Linked DNA regions of Macaca mulatta: region 2 is linked to region 1. A link is a contact called in public Hi-C data. All regions are on one chromosome and are shown on one strand. Each heading gives the region's core, a stretch centred on a gene start, on an enhancer-like site or on the middle of the called end of the contact. The rest is flanking DNA. Distances are from core to core; before and after follow the strand shown.

The links. Hi-C and Micro-C count contacts between places; a contact is called where the count stands out from the background.
Region 2: a contact with region 1 is called in a Hi-C map of fetal cortex germinal zone, with 2.0 times the contacts expected there. The contact joins the enhancer-like site here to the promoter of KATNAL1 in region 1. A contact is called at or near these places in 2 of 14 Hi-C or Micro-C datasets (fetal cortex germinal zone and fetal cortical plate).

What each region holds. Positions count from the first base shown.
Region 1 is chr17:10,163,198-10,167,753 of T2T-MMU8v2.0, reverse strand. KATNAL1 (katanin catalytic subunit A1 like 1) reads left to right here and starts at 2,626. Exons shown (of 11, transcript NM_001194119.3): 1 at 2,626-2,718. It overlaps LOC144336230 (a long non-coding RNA gene), which reads right to left and starts at 2,276. Exons shown (of 2, transcript XR_013407847.1): 1 at 2,139-2,276.
Region 2 is chr17:10,870,965-10,875,514 of T2T-MMU8v2.0, reverse strand. No RefSeq gene overlaps it. Among named protein-coding and RNA genes, the nearest start is that of TEX26, 100 kb to the right of the region's middle. Within about 2 kb of position 2,129, at least 18 of the 40 cell types and tissues checked have an H3K27ac peak or open chromatin away from gene starts, as enhancers often do. A contact at or near this core is called in fetal cortex germinal zone and fetal cortical plate, where this site is marked.

The DNA.
Region 1 (4,556 bases), core at 1,377-3,876:
TGGATTAAGAAAATGTGGCACATATACACCATGGAATACTATGCAGCCATAAAAAAGGATGAGTTTGAGTCCTTTGTAGGGACTTGGATGCAGCTGGAATCCATCATTCTTAGCAAACTATCACAAGAACAGAAAACCAAACACCGCATGTTCTCACTCATAGGTGGGAACTGAACAATGAGATCACTCGGACTCAGGAAGGGGAACATCACACACCGGGGCCTATCATGGGGAGGGGGGAGGGGGGAGGGGGGAGGGATTGCACTGGGAGTTATACCTGATGTAAATGACGAGTTGATGGGTGCAGCACAGCAACATGGCACAAGTATACATATGTAACAAACCTGCACGTTATGCACATGTACCCTACAACTTAAAGTATAATAATAATAAATAAATTTAAAAAAAAAAAGAAAAAATGGGGGTAGGTGGTAGGTGGATAAAAATATCACGGGAGGAATTGAAGGACTTTTAAGAGCAGGAATTTCTAATTTTAGGTTTTTTACATCCTTAATTTAAAACCACTCATCTGCTCCAAACCTTCCAAAGAGTTGGCTATAGAAACAACCAAAGAAAAGGCGCTGATTTCGACATTATGTGTCAGCAGGAGTAGAGAGAAAAGAGTTTTAAGAGGTGATATGTGGAGTAGTCTAAGTGTTCAGAAAAAGCCAGAACTGAGAGCCAGAAGTGACGGTGCAGTCCTTGAGAGGACATTGTCCGTGGGGAACAACAAAAGGTGGATAAGGGACTCAGTCAAGTTTAAGAAAATCTCTGTGGTACGATGACTCAGCTGGATTACAGGCATAGTGCCTTGTTATTGTCAACCATAATTTTTCAGGAGATACTCATTACCAGAAAACGACAAGGTCACGAATTCACTCCCCTTCCTCTTTTTTTCAATTAAATCTCTGGACTTCAGTTTTCTCATCTATAAAATCTAGAGATTCGGCTTAGAATATCTCTGTGGTTTCTATTACAGTCTATAGCTCTAATAATAACAACACATTTTTATGTGCTGTTTTGAGGTAAATTTACATGCAGTGAAATGTACAAATCTTAAATGTTCCATTCCAAGAGTTCTGACAAATGCATATACTTCTGTAACCGAAACCCTTAGCTATAGAATTTTTTCATCACTACAAAAAATTCTCTCAAACTCCTTCCCGACGGCCAACCACTATTGACTTTTATCACTATTGATTAAATAATTAATATTTAATAGCTATTGTTAAATGCTAAGATTTGTTTTATAGAGCTTCATCAGTATTAATGCATGTACTTCTTACAAGAGTTGCAAGATGGGTATCTCCATTTTTGCAGATCAAAGCGTTAAGAGGTGAGAAACGCGCCCCTGGTCATCAGCTACCAAGTATAGGGGCAGGACGTGAACTAAGAATTCGTTTTAGAAGCCCACGCTCTTAACCTGTTTATCCTAGAGTCCACAAACGATTGCCCAAGAAACAGCATAAATCCAAATTCAGTCGAAAGCAATGCCATTTGCAAGTTCTAAAACCTCCTGAATAATCCTAAAGGCCATATGCATTCCATCTTATCAAAGGATTCCTTTCCATCCCACTCCCCAGGGAATGGAGAAAGCGGGTGCGAAAGACTTCAATTCGGTTTGACTGCAGAAAAATACTGAGGTGGCGTAGGATCCACACATCCCATGGGGGCAGACCCAGCGGTGGAAGCCCGGACAGGCGGCGGGGGAAGGGCGCTGCGACGCCCCGGTGCCCCCTCCTTCGACGCCACTGGCATCCCCTCCGAAAACAGCAGGCTCGAAGGTGCCCCGCCACGGGGGCTGGACGCGGTGGAGGCGGGCTCATCAAGCACGACCAGAGCTCAGTCGGCCACACGTCCTCCTCAATGTCACTGTCTCCCTGCTCTCCCACCCCGCGCCGCTGCACCTCCCTCCCCCGGCAACCTGGGCTGGAGTCCCAAGCTCCGCCCCAGAGCGGACTCACAGCCTCAGCGCTCCCTCCCGCGCTGCACCCACCACGCGGCCGGGGCTGCCATGGCAACCCTACGCAGCCGCCGCCTCTTCACGCACGTCGCGAACTAACGGACTCGGCGGCGGCGGCGGCGGCCTGCGCCCCACCCCCAACCCATCTGGACCGCATCGCCGGCTGTGCCCGGACCTGCGCCTTCTAGGTAATGAATCCGAGGGACAGGGGCTCAAGCGATACAGCAGGTAGTGCGGGGCTCTAGCCGATAGCCCCTCCCGGCCTCCCACCGCCGGAAACGCTAGGGCGGTGGGCTGCGGGGTTCCTCGGGCGCTGGCTCCCGTGCGGGGACTGGGAGGGGCGCGGGAGCGCCAGGCTCGCTGTGCATCATGGGGATTGTAGTTCAGTGACTCCTCGGGCTCGCGGCCTTGGCGGGGTAGCTCGGACTGCCGAACTACAAAGCCCGGCGGCCCCGACCGCCGGGAAAGACTGATAAACTTTGAGCGGACCGGGACAGAAAAAAAAATCTCTCTTTGTCTTGAGAGGGTTGTTGGGTGGTCGCGGACCTGGGCTGTGTGCGTTGGGAAAGGGAAGTGGAGGTGAGCCTCGGGCTTCTAGCTCAGTCGCTGGGACCGCCCCAGCTACAGCGCTCAGCCCCACCCCGACTGGGCCACCGCCCTGCACAGTCTCAGGGATGAGCAGCCGCCCAAGCTGCAGGGCCTCGGGTCTTCGGCGCCTCTGACCCTCGCAGGTTGCTGCCTCTCGGTGCAGAACCGTATGTATGTCATACATTGGATGTGAGACCCGAGAAACCGTGTTTTCACAGGCTTTTCTCTTTTCCTGGATACGTTTATTTCTGGGTTAGTCATGTTTGTTTTAAAGTAGCTCAGAGGTATTTGCATATTAAACCCATCAATTGGTAATTACCCAAAGGGCCGTAATGTTTAAAGGTTAAGTGTAGAATTAGATAAAAAGATGTCATTGCTATTATATGGTGGGATCTGGCATTTTTAACTTTTAGCGTTTTTGCATTTTATTTCTTGAGGTTCAAGGTTGTGAAATGGGTGCTCCACCCCACCCCCCCCCCCGCCAGCCTGAACACTGCCTACACATACTTTGATTAGTTCAGTTTTAAATTACTAGTAACTTTTAAAAACATACTTTTTTTAGCAGTAGGAAGCAATAATTATTTTCTTTGATTATTCCAGTGTTATTCAGAATTTCTCAGCATGTTTTCGGAAGGAAAAATACCATGTTTTAATTATTTAATTAATTATTTATATATTTTTTATGTTCAGGAGTACACTTGAGTCCTTAGAGTTGACTCAAGACTTGGTGGTAAAGGAAGCTGACACAGATTTAGAAAACCTTCCTTGACGACCCTTTAAAATTTTTCAATGGGTAGATAACCATCCTAGAAATGTGCTGCTTTATGGAGTAAGTTGGAGAATTGTTGATATTATTGTGAGTTTGTGTGTGTGTGTGTTTAAAAACAAACAACAAGACCACAAATCCTATAAAACTTTCTCTTAATTAAAATGAAGTTGACCTGTGTAAATTTTACTTGAGGTAGCAATTTTGTACAAGGAGGAGATGGAAAGTAGGTTTAGTAAGACAGGTAGAAAACAAAATTGAGGCGTTATGTGATAGAATATAAGGTTTGAAGTATTTATTCATTCAAAATTTGTTAAGAACCTATGTGCCAGGCATTATGCCAGGTGGTGAGAATAAAGAGATGAAAAAAGATAGTCTGTATCCTGCATGGGCAGTCATGTCATCCCAATAGCGTGGTAGAGATATGTGCAAGTTGCTATAGGAGCCCAGAGGAAATAATCACCTAACAGTAACATTTATTGAATATGTCAGGTGCTGTGCGGAGTATTTTGCATGCAGCTCCTCAGTAAATCCTCAAAACAGCTGGTGAAGTAGTTACTGATGTTTAGAGATGAGGAAACAGGCTTTAGAGGCCCTGCACAAAATCATAGTTGGTCAAGTGTAAACCTGGGATTTCAGCCCAGGTGGGTCTGGTCATGATCTCAAGCACTGACCATTTTCTCTGTCAATTAGTAGAAAGATCCTGACTCTGTCTACAGAAGTCAGGGGAGGCCTTCAGTATGATTTGACTTTTAACTTGTGTTGAAATAGTTGAATAAGCTTTCACTGGAGTGATGAAGAGGAAAGTCATTCTAGGACAAATGGATGGCACAACACGAACAAAGGATAGATTGAAGAATGAGTATTTTGTATTTGGGGAACGCTAGGTAGTTCTGAATGACGAGATCCCAGAATGCTCACTATTAGTGAGTGAGGCCAGATCTTAAAGTACTTGGCACCGTATTCAGAGTTTAGAATTTTTCTTGACATGGGGCAGCCATTGAAGAATTTTAGCTCGAGTGGTGGTGTCGTTAGGTTTGTATTTTAGAAAGATAATTCCAGCTCCAGTGTAGAGAATGGACCTGGGTGGGGAAAGATTATAGGCAGTAGAAAAGCCAGTTGTATAATAGAACAAAACAGTAGAGAAATAAAGAGTCTGAACTAAGCCGTTGGAGTTACAGAAAGACATGGATTCAGGGAATATTTAAGAGATAAAATTGGTATGACTTGATAGAGTTT
Region 2 (4,550 bases), core at 880-3,379, 710 kb before region 1:
CCCAGTGTTTATGGAGTCACCAGGTCTGTTGAACATGGAAGGAAATGCCAGCTTTATTCAGTTCCATCCACCCCACGGCCACTCCACTGACCCCTCATCCGTCAGCCTGGAATAGTATGAAGCTTTTGAACCCATCTCCCAGCCCGCATTTCTCCAGGGAACCACCCTGTTCACTGATACCATGGCTATCACTCTGCAGCTTTCCTGCTAACCAAATCACAATGGAGCCCTGTTATCAATTAGATTAGATCAGGGCCCTTCAGCTTGACTTTCAAAGCCTTCCATCCATGGGGCCTGTCATTCGTTCAACATTTCCACCCCCACACACGAAAATGAGAGCTCTTTCCTTTTTTTTTGAGACGGAGTCTTGCTCTGTCACCCAGGCTGGAGTGCAGTGGCCAGATCTCGGCTCACTGCAAGCTCCGCCTCCCGGGTTCACGCCATTCTCTTGCCTCAGCCTCCCGAGTAGCTGGGACTACAGGCACCCGCCACCTCGCCCAGCTAGTTTTTTTTTGTAATTTTTAGTAGAGACGGGGTTTCACCGTGTTAGCCAGGATGGTCTCGATCTCCTGACCTCGTGATCCGCCCGTCTCAGCCTCCCAAAGTGCTGGGATTATAGGCTTGAGCCACCACACCCGGCCGAGAGCTCTTTCCTTTAGTCCACCCAGTGGCCCCACCTCTTTTCTGCCTGCTGTCTCTGTGTCTTGCTCAAGTTGTTCCATTTTTCCGATGCACTTTCCCTCCCCAGAGTTTGTTTCCTTCAGGATTAAGCTGACCCACAAAGATGGTCTTGCTCACTCAGTCCAAAATGTTCTTTATTTCTTCTGAATTCCTCTAGCGTTTACAGTCAAGATCCCACACCCTCTGACTACCGCTAATAGAATCCGCTGGGTTCTTACCGTTGTAAAGACTGTTTCAATCACTCCTGAAAATAACTTGGAGAGAGATATGTCCACCTGTTCTCGCCAGTGAGGAAACTGAGGCTCACAAGGTGAACACCTCAGAATTGCGTCTGGGATTTGGTTCTGAAGACCACATCCTCACTCCTCACTGTGCTAGATTCTCTTGTATTTGTTTCTTTTTGTCTCCCAATAGGATTTAATGGCACAGATCATTTATTGTGCTGTTTTGTTGCTTTTCCAATGGGCCTAGCTAAGGACTGAGAACACGATATTCATTTGATAAACACTCACTGATTTTGACTTCTGACTTCCAGACTTAATTATATTGTGACCCCCAAAAGAGGTAGGCAATTTATGTAAGCAGTGGTCACCAAAATTATTTAATCTGATAAATAACAGATAATAGTCAGCACCACGCCAAAGTGACCAGTGATATCCAGGTGACAAACTGCCTAATCTTGGCTGTCTCCTTCCTTTTCCTCCTTAAAAATAAGAAAACCAAGGTAAAACGCCCAAGAGCTCATTGCTATTCTGAAATCATTTTGCTTCCAACTCTTATTTAAATCATCTCAGGGGTTTTGTTGACATTATCTGCCAAAGATTGTAATTCATCTTTCCAAAAGGAGAGAAGCATCAGCCCATCAAACAATGCCCTCCCTTCTATAGACAGCTGAGGTCTGAGGTTCCCTCCCGACTGCCAGGGCTAGTGCTTGCTACCAGGCCAGCTGCCTGCACAGGGCCCCTGGATGCATTTCTAAAGGGTCATATTTACAGTGTCGGATGGCTGGGCACTGTGGAGCTTAATGGGATTCTTAATAAAGGCAGCCTTCATTAAGACGGGAGTACAGGCAAGGTGCCCTTGCTTTTGAGGAAAGCACGACCCAGTGCAAGACGGATGCTCCCCCTTGGCTTGGAAATCACACGGGTCAAGTGCCTTGTCATGCATTAACAGCCTTTTAAGTTCCTAGGCAGATTAAAAGGAGCGGTGTAGATAAATGAAAGAAGAGGAATCATGCGATCTGTCTTGGTAGCATAAACATTGAGACACAGCAGCTGCATTTAAACATAGCAATTTGCTAAATGAGTGGTTGGCGACTTTCCAGATGGCCAGGGTGACATAGGGCTTGGATGAATCCTTTATTCAATCATGCATCTGTCTAGACAGAGACATTGAAGGCCAGGTTACAGCCACTGCAGCAGTGGCAGCAGCGGCAGCAGCTTTGAAACCCTTATATAAAACATGCTCAGTATTGCCTGTGAGGCAGCTTGGCCACAGATCAGCTGGAGAGGGTGCGGCGGCATGGTGTGCGTGCAGCCTCCAGGAATGCCGTCTTCTCAGCTGAATGACGGCCGGCTTGGACCAGGGGCTCTCTCTGTGCCCATCTTCCTACTGTGTCACTTCACACACCGACCCGAAGAGATGGGTGGCTGACCTTAGGGGGCTAAGAGCAGTATCAGAGTAGAAAGCAGCAATACTGGTTGTGTTTTATGTCCCTTTTTTTAAATGTGCACTTTAAAATCATTTCACATGTGTTTTATCTTGATTTTTCTAGTTGATTTAAAAATTCCCTAAGTAGATACAAATGTATGCTTAGCTTTCAGCCATGACCCTACTGTGCCTTCCCTTTTCCCTACTCCTAGCATTCAATTCAGTCTTGGATTGAGGACTTTGTTAGAGATGATATCCTGAAGTTAGTGGCTGTAGAGGCTAGTGGGTAGACCAGATGACCACTCAGCCCCAGTTCAACTGACTGATTTAAACCAAGTCATAAACTGGAGGCACCTGATGGGCCTTTGGCCTGACTCTAATAAAACAGGCAGCCAGAGGTTTGGCTGGGCTGCAACAGGGACTTACGGGAAAGGCAGCTCTACTGGTTGGTTTCCCTCTGGCAAGTTGTATCTCCAAGCCTATTTTATTTTTATTCTTTTATTAAAAGGTTTCCATAGGCAAGGGTTTCACTGTGTTTTCCAGCAGCCATTCGAGTGTTGTTACTGGAACGTTCTAATCGGTTAGTAAGCAGCTCTGCCCCGCCCCACCCCTGGAACCCTCAGGGCCAGCCACGATTCTTCGCCCTCCACACAGAGCAGCAGCTTCCCTTTACTTCTGACTCATGAGGAGCATTTTAACCTGATGAATCACCAGCAGCACTTCCTGTGACATTCTGGGGAAAACTACAGTTTGCTTAGGAAGGACTCTGAAACACTTCACTTGCTGCGGTGTTTGATCTGCACGGGGTGGAAAAATTTCAGTTCTGCTCTGTGTGGACACACCGAAGCCTTCTCACCAACAGCTCCTGGAAGTCTGCTATCATCAGGGCTGGGTCTACTCCACAGTCAGCCTGAAATGAACGAATTAAATGAACAAGGCTGTCCCCGGGAGGATACAGCATGTCCCCCCACTGATCTCACGCAGATGTCACTCCCTTTGGAACTGTTCTACTCATTTGAGCCACAAAGCACAGAGAATTATCTCAGAGATGATGTTCTCAATTCTCCCAAAGGTGGTACCTCACCAGCGCCATTCTTCAGGTATAGATAAGAAACAAATCCATACATATGAGAAATGCTTTAGGGTGTGATCGGCCTAGACTTTATCAGTGGAGGGCTTTGACAGCAAGAGTCCAGGCAAGGGTAGGGGAGTTGCCCAACTACCTAAGTTATGCCACAAGGTGAGAACAGTGAAGTCACTGAGCACTGGAACAGTTCCAAATTCATTCAAGTCCTGGCAATGAGGAAACAGCTCAGAAAGGGTAGAAAAGTCAGTGTTTTAACCTTCTACAGAAACAGTTCTCTTAGTATGTCGAATGTAATGCAGATGAATATTATCGAAAGATCTTCAACTGCATGATCTAGGGCCAGGTATGACAAATCTAAAGCTGCCCCAAGGACAGTCACGCACCTTTGTGGCATGTGGTGACAAACCAAGTTCCCCTGGCCGTTGTCAGCTATTGCAGAGGTGGCTTTCCTTATGCTGAGTATGACTGGGCTCCTGATTGCCAGGATACATGGCAATTAAGAAGCGTGCAAATTGTGAAAACCTTGAAAACCAAAAGGCGATTAGGTGACAAGGCAGGCAGAGTCAGTGCTTCTGCTTTATAAATAAACTTGTTTTTTCTCTTACACAAAACCTGAGGTTATGCTAGATGCCAACATGAGCTCCTTAATGCGACGTTCACGTTAAGCCTTTTTATAATCTAATGAAAATTTGATTTTTAAAATGAGCATCAAATGAGGCCTGAAATATTGTTTGAAAATGTCACGACTTTTTAACATTTAAATATAGCTTTACACAGAGTCACCCTTGATTGACATTTTATTCCATTTCAGGGCTGTTAATTAAGAACCGTAGACACTAGCAGCAAAGATTAAAGCAGCAGAGGCCGAAAACTTCCTGAAATAAAATGCAGCCCTGATTTGCTCAGAACCCACATCAAAGCGGAAGCACGGATCCTGGCTCATGCACCTCTGGTCCACTAGGGGGCAGTGAATGATCGCGCCTCCAGCGGGCGGGCTTGTTCTACATCCACCTGAAGTGTGCAGGCCTTTTACACAAGCGAGCTGCGCTGCCGCCAAGGCAGGTGTAGGGAGTAGCCAGTTATTGCTACTAACATAGTATGCCAGAAGGATGAAGTGAAATGATTATTTGAA